2 separate regions of the Anser cygnoides genome follow, and region 2 is linked to region 1. A link is a contact called in public Hi-C data. All regions are on one chromosome and are shown on one strand. Each heading gives the region's core, a stretch centred on a gene start, on an enhancer-like site or on the middle of the called end of the contact. The rest is flanking DNA. Distances are from core to core; before and after follow the strand shown. Region 1 holds the start of JUN (Jun proto-oncogene, AP-1 transcription factor subunit). Region 2 holds the start of LOC106032987 (E3 ubiquitin-protein ligase RNF170-like).

Region 1 (3,622 bases), core at 775-3,274:
GTTAAGATTAGTAACTACAACTTCAAGACAACTCAAAAAGTTGTATTTGTGTAGCGCCCGGGATCTGGTTTCCCCCCCCCTCTCCTCCTCACACGTTCTCCAGGACATGCCTGTAGTTACAGAGTAAATTTAACATAATCCCTGCCCTTCAGAGTTCAGCATAAAGGGCATTTTCCCAACTCAGGTACTGGCAAAAAAAGTGTGAGGAGGAAATGCATTTTAAGTATTTTATTTTTTCTTAAATATAATAGAACCTTCTAGATTTTTTTTCCAGAAACAGAAACATTAAAAAAATTATACTTTATTACAAATGGTAAACTCAGAGTGCTAAAAAAAAGCCTCTTATTTACAAACAATACTGGGCAGCGCCCAAATAAACAACATAAAAATAACTTACAAAGTCATGAAGTAGTTTATTGACATTAATCAACTTTCATAAAATAAAATAAAAAAAGATATGTACATACACGATTTACTTGAAGGCAGGCAGAACAGTTCTTTTTTGTTTATCAGCCTCCCCACAAAACCTCCCTCCCACTTTTTTTTGTTTCTTAAGGAATACTACATAAAGCAATCTACAGTTTCTATTGCAGTTTAACCTTTAATACTGAATGATCATCGAATGTTAGGTCCATGCAGGTCTTGGTCAATGTTAAACGAAGATCTGACGTCTCTGAGCAGGAACAGCACTTCTCGGAGCGGTGCTGGCTGCTTCACCAACTCGGGCTGAAGGCTTGCCAGTCTTTCCACACATGCGCTTTGCAGAGCACAGGCAGGACTCAGCCTTTCAGCTCTTACCATTAGCTTTACGCATCTGCCGCTTCGGGTCTGTCGTTGGGTTATACCACAATATCACAGTTCGCGTTTTTAAGCCAGTCTCTTCAAAACGTTTGCAACTGTTGTGTGAGCATTAGCTGGCACCCGCTGTTGACATGGTTCATGACCTTCTGCTTAAGCTGTGCAACCTGTTCTCTGAGCATGTTGGCAGTGGATGCCAGCTCTGAGTTCTGGGCTTTCAAAGTTTTCACTTTTTCCTCCAACCTGGCAATCCTTTCCAACTTCCTTTTCCGGCACTTGGACGCGGCGATTCTGTTTCTCATGCGCTTTCGCTCGGCTTTGATTCTCTCCTGCGACTCCATGTCGATGGGGGACAGGGGAGGGGTCTCCCCCGGCATCTCGGGGACAGTCTGCGGCTCCTCCTTCAGAGCCTGAAGCCTGGGGTGCTGCACGGGCATCTGGGCATTGAGGTGGTGCTGCGGCGCGTAGCCCATGCCGTTGGCGTTGTAGCTGGGCGCCGAGCTGAGCGCGTTGGGGTTGAAGTTGCTGAGGTTGGCGTAGACGGGGGGCTCGCTGTGCAGGCCGGCGTTGAAGCTGCCGCCGCCGCTGGCCATGGAGGACACAGGTGCCATGCCGCCGCTGACGGGCTGGGCGGCCGAGGTGACGCTGGGCAGCGTGTTCTGGTTGTGCAGCTCGGCCAGCGCCCGGACGAAGCCCTCGGCGAAGCCCTCCTGCTCGTCCGTCACGTTCTTGGGGCAGAGGAACTGCGTGGGGGTCGGCGTGGTGGTGATCAGCCCGTTGCTCGACTGGATGATGAGGCGCTCCAGCTCGGGCGAGGCCAGCTTCAGGAGGCCCACGTCGGGCGAGGTGAGCAGCTCGGCGCTCTTGTTCCGCAGGTGCGGCTTCAGGTTGCTGCCGGGGTCCGCCAGGTTCAGCGTCATGCTCTGCTTCAGCACCTTGGCGTTATTGTATCCGTACCCGCCGCTCTCCGGCGGCGCGAAGCCGCCGTTCAGCGCGTCGTCGTAGAAGGTAGGCTCCATCTTCGCGCTCATAGAACGGGGCGCGGACGGAGCCGGGAGCCCAGCTTCTCCCGGAGCCCGCCCGACGCCCGGCCGGGCCGCCGCCGCCGCTCCTGCCGCCCGCCCCGGCTCCCTCACGGTCCCTTCACGGTCCCCTCACGGCGGCCGGCCCCGCGCGCTGCTGCTGCCGCCTGCCTCCGTCCCGCCCGCCCGCGCCGCGCTCTGAGCCCGCTGGCGGCGTGCAGCCCTTGGCTTATCAGCGGCCGGCCGCCGGCTAAAAATAGCCCATGATGTCACCCCGCCGGCTCCCCATTGGCTGCCGCCGCCTCTCCCCGGGGGGGGCGGGCCTTCGGCCCCGTCGCCATGGCGACCCCGCCCCCTAGAAGCTTCGGAGCGCGCGCCGCGGGGCACTGTGGGATGAGGTAATGCTGGCGGCCGGCGCGGGGCACTGTGGGCTGACGTAGTGCGTTTGAATATCTGGTTACCGCCGCCCGCCCGCGCGCCGCGCGGGTTGGACGCCGCCGGACGCCTCCTCAGCCGGAGCGTACCAACCGCGCCGCCGGCACGGGGAGGGGGGGGGGCGACGCCGCCTCCCTTCTCCCCTCCCTCCGCCCGCCCCGCTCGGACCCCCCGCCGGTTACGAGGGGCGTGCTGCGAGGCGCGGCCGCTCGCACCGCGGGGCCCGGTATTTCCACACATCATACACCGCCACACCACCACCCCCCCCGCGCCTCAGCAGTGGTACGGCCCCGAGGCGGCGCTGAGGGGAGGGGAGCGCTCACGTGACTTCCCCGCCGCGCCGCGGCCGCTTCCGGGCAGGGCCGGGGCGGGCACCGGGAGGTTCCGCCCCCATCGGGCCTGGCCGTGAGGGGGGGGTAGGAGGAGGAGGAGGAGGGGGGAGGAAGGGGAGCGCGCATAATAAAACCTCTGAAATCCCTCAGCGCGCTGCGTGGTGTTTAACTCCTTCCTGGTGTCCAGCACGGGACAAACAGATGGGTTCGCAGAGATCCCCCGAGGATTTGTGACAGGAATTTGTCACCGACGCGCCGCCTGAGCGCCTCAGAGCCGCCCCGCGCTCCCCGCAGCCCCGGCGCCCCGTCTGTGAGGTGCGAGCCCGGCCCCGCTCGTGCGCCCGGAGCTCCCCGGCACAGCCCCTCACCGATCCCCCGTCAGCATCGGGCAGCGCGGGGCCGGTGTTTACCGAGGGCCCGGCTGCGCAAGGAGGAAACTTGGGAGAAAAGGAAGGCCTGAATCTCAAGTAGTTTGCTGCACGGAGGCTTCTTAATAATGATTTTTAAATAAAAAGTTTGTTTTTTTCATGGTTTCTGTTACGTCGGAAGCCGTGGCAAACCGTTCACTTTATCTGAATCCTGTATAGATAAAGTCCCCTCAGACAAATAACCCCAATGAAAGTTGTTCCAATCAATTCTTGACATACTCAATTTCTCAGACTTCTGTCTTTTTGTTTTCTCTGCGCCTCCGTTTTGTCCTAGAAAGCCACGTTCAGGAACACAGCGCACCTTTAACCACCCTCACCCCGTAACTGCCCCTATGGCCCGGCCCGCTCAGCCCCACCGGTGTCAGCCCAAGTTTTTCGTTACTTCACTGAGCGCTGGACTGGGCTGGAGATAATCGCTTCAAGTCCCTTAGGTGGGGTGGTTTTTGCCCTTTTTTTTTTCTTTAATCCCCCACCCCTTTTAGTTTTTTACTTCCTTCCTTTTACAGAAGTGCAGTTTCAGGACTAGACATTCCAGTTTGCCGGAGACGTGTTGCTACCGAGGCCCATAGCTATGGGGGACACCCATCAGTCCACTCATTATGTTAAT
Region 2 (3,622 bases), core at 304-2,803, 310 kb after region 1:
CTGAGTGCACTAATAAGCATTAGTGGCCTCAACGGGTACCTCTCTCTACACCCTCTGCCATGGGCCCAGAAATTCTATTTAAGCTCAGCCCTGAGCCTTCAGCTCACTCTCAGCTGTGGATTTTGCTGATCTGAACTGTGACCTTTGGAATGAATTCCCAGCTTGACCTCAGAACTGCCTGGTCATGGTGCTGATCATGGGACTGTGTCTGACCCTGACTGGTGAGTTGCCTTCCTGGCTTTACCTTGTATTTGCCTCATTGCCATGAACTTGCCTGATAATCTGCATTTACGGTTGATCATCCCTGAACCTGTCCATTTTACCTGCACTGCTGAGGTACTGTGGGACACGGCCCTGGCTGGTGCATTCCCTGCCCTGCTGGCTCTGTTCCTGGTTAAATCCAGGTTTCCTGGAAAGCTGCTGCCTTCTGCTGTTCTCTGGCACATGTAGCATAAACCCAGGAAAGAGGAAGTGTCTCTAGAAACCATATAAAGAAAGTGAAGGTGTGGGATGCTGAATCTGTAGAGAAAAAGCATATGAAATCAACAGGAAGACATGGAGAATTACGTGCTTGTGGGAAGTGAGTAGGATACTGCATAAAGATGTGGGTAGCAATGACATGACACTGTTATTTCCCATGAAGGGAAAGGACGTAAAGTACCAGAAGGAAGGAACAGTAACCGAATGAAGAGGTCTAAAAGAAAAATTTTCAAAAAGCTAATAGAAATTATAAAAGAGGACAACTATATAATAAAATAAATGGTCTTAACAGTACAAAACCTAGTACAGAAGTCTGTGGGGCTTTACTCAAAGAACCTGTTACTCATTATTCATTTTTTAATGATAGCCTTTATCATCGCTGGATAGCATTATGAGGGGAAATAGTCATGTAAATGCTGTCTACTTCATTCACTGCAATTTTAATCTTTCACACAAAGTGGAATCAGTAACAGAGGATTAAAACATGTATCTTAAGAAGTAGAACAGCCGAAAAAAGTATGTATGAGACCCTTAACAGCGATTACTCAAGTTGCTTAGTAGTCCCTTCTTACAATATTCACCAAAGTGGTTAATGTCATCCCGGATATTTCAGTAACAACAGGTGCCTGTAAGAATGTTTGTAAAACTGAATCAATAAAAACAGTTCAAATGAATTTGTAATGGAGGCAAAAAGTTACTGAAGTTCTTGTGCTGAAACAGCAGAGGGACAGAGTAATTGTTTTGCTTTAGTGTAAGGTAGTTAGGCTTTTCTCTGGAGCATTTGAAGCATGCTATTACAAGATCCTGAACCAGATGTTAGAGAAATATTAATGTAGACGGGGAAGGCAGAACTTTTGGAGAAGAGTTGAAAGCCTCTCCTCAAGCTTGTGCTTCAGCACTTTCCACCCTTTGCCTCCCCCCAAAAAAGGAATTTAATATCTTTATTTATTGATATTTTAGCCTCGTTTAAGAACAGGCCGTTACAGCCACGCTGACGCCCCACACCCCGGGCACAAGCGGCTCTGAGCTACGCCAGCAGCCGAGCCTGCATCACTTCGTCACCCCGGGCCGGCGCCCGCCGCCATCTTGTGGCGGTACCGGCGGCCGCGGGGCGCAGCCCGCGCACCACCACCGCCGGCGGGCAGCGCTGAGGGAGAGGCCGTGCTCCCGCCCCTAGCGAATACCCCCCGGCGATTGGCTCGGAGAGCGCCACCTCCTCCCCGTGATTGGTAGAACCCGCTGCCACTCCGGGCGTTTGAAGGCAGGGGCGGGTGTGGGCGCTGACAGGGCTGCTCCTCCCTCCGCTCGGGGCCTGTCACGTCAGCCGCGCGGCGCTCGGCGGGGGGAGCCGGCCGCCGCCATGGAGGCGAAGCCCGCGGACCTGCGGCTCTGCGACAGCCTCATCCTCTGGGTGAGCGCCGCCTCGGGCCCTCCTGCCGCCGGGGCGTCGAGCGCCGGCCGGTGGTGCGGCCTCGCCGTCGCCCGTCGGGGGGGGAAGGCTCGTGAGGGGGCGTCCGTTGGGAGCGCCGTGAGGGCACCGTTGCTGTGGTGACGGGGGGGGGGCGTGAGGGGCCGGGGCGCTCTGAGGGGTCCTTAGGGGCCGGGGGGCCGTGAGGGGGGGGGCTCCATGAGGGGCCGTGAGGGGCTGGGGGGGGTCCTGAGGGGTCCTGCTGGCCCGGGGGGGGGCCGCTCTGAGGGGCCCCCGCGGCCAGGGAATGGTGAGTCGGGGTCGAGGCTGTGAAGGCACTGCTGTAATGACAGGGCCCGCACGATGAATTTCCTTCTCCAGCCGGTAAAAGGCCCCTGCAGGACTGCCAGCCTCCGGACGGGCCTGTGGTAGCCTGTAGGCCCAAGCTGTGGTTCTGCGGCAGTGGCTTCAATGGGGAAACCACCCCGTAATTAACAATAGTAATAAATACGTGAAATTAATTCGGCTGACAGGAGCGGAAACCTCAGACCTCGGTTGCAGGTTTTGGTTGGGCAGAGCGCTGCTCGCAGCCAGGTGCAGCATGCTGACGTGGTGTTGCTGCATGTGTGAGAAGCACTGGGTTCAGCTGTCAGGCTCCCTTGCTTTGTCCCTTGTCCTTTCTGAGTTTCTTCTGTGCTTTTCTGTAATTTTAGTCTTGCAGATGCCAATATTTTAGGAGAGAGTGAGCTCTGTTACACAGAACTCGTGTGGCAATTAAGTGGGCAGCTTCTCTAGAAATAACAGGTATTTCTCCCATGTAAAGTATAAACAGAGGAGAGAAGAGAGTGCTTGAGAGGCGTTGTGGAGATCCAGGAATGAAATTGGCGAAAGTGATAGCAGCATCTACCAGAACCGACTTTCCTTTTCTTCTCTGTATATGACAATACAGCAGTTTTAATGCATTTCAGTCTGTTATAAAACACTGAAAAACAATTTCTGCCTTCATTTCATCCTCCAATTTTCCTTTTGGTACCCTTGTATGCCCCTAGCATTTTGTTGGTTTTTAGAATTTCAGTTATCTTATGCTTGCCTCTCTTCAGTTAGGTATCTCTTATCTTTTAATCTATTTATTCTTTCTCCTTTTGGACAGTTTAACTTTCTTTTCCTCATGATAATCAGTTAAAAATAACTCTATCATGATTCTGTTGCAAAATAAACCAGCGGAAGAACTTGTGCAAATAACAGTCCTGAACTCTATCTCAAAATCCTTTCAGCAGTGCTCAGCTGATTTATTTTTAGAATTTCTCCTTTAAAATGTATTACGTTTAATTGTCATTTTAGTATAGTCACAGTACTTACCTCTAACTACATAATGGTTCCTAAAGAGAATTCTAAAATAACTTTGTCAAGCCTTAAACAGAAAGGGCATTGTACAGAGTTGTTAGTGTAAATCAGCATCCAACTCCCGTGCGTTCCCGTTCTGTACGCAACACCCGGCAGATGCTTTGCTAGGTGTGTGGCTTTAGATCTAACACCTTCTTTCTCCGACCTACTTTACAACTTAGTAGAAGCCAAGCATTAATAAAGATACATTTCAAAAGTCCTTTCAAATTGATCTTCATAGTAGATTGAATCTTGGGGAAAAAAAATCGATCTTCTGAAGTTGGGTATTTAGGGAGAGAGGAATGAAGTGCCGTGTGTCTGAAGAGAAGATGGTTCTGTAAATCTCTATAG

Evidence for each region. Hi-C and Micro-C count contacts between places; a contact is called where the count stands out from the background.
Region 2: a Hi-C map of liver shows a contact between it and region 1, with 2.6 times the contacts expected there. The contact joins the promoter of LOC106032987 here to the promoter of JUN in region 1. A contact is called at or near these places in 2 of 7 Hi-C or Micro-C datasets (both in liver).

The regions. Positions count from the first base shown.
Region 1 is chr8:29,642,113-29,645,734 of Taihu_goose_T2T_genome, forward strand. It overlaps JUN (Jun proto-oncogene, AP-1 transcription factor subunit), which reads right to left and starts at 2,025. Exons shown (of 1, transcript XM_013176141.3): 1 at 865-2,025. The coding sequence starts at 1,829. The coding sequence ends at 882.
Region 2 is chr8:29,950,567-29,954,188 of Taihu_goose_T2T_genome, forward strand. It overlaps LOC106032987 (E3 ubiquitin-protein ligase RNF170-like), which reads right to left and starts at 1,554. Exons shown (of 7, transcript XM_013176230.3): 1 at 324-1,554. All of the region lies in intron 3 of HOOK1 (hook microtubule tethering protein 1), which reads left to right.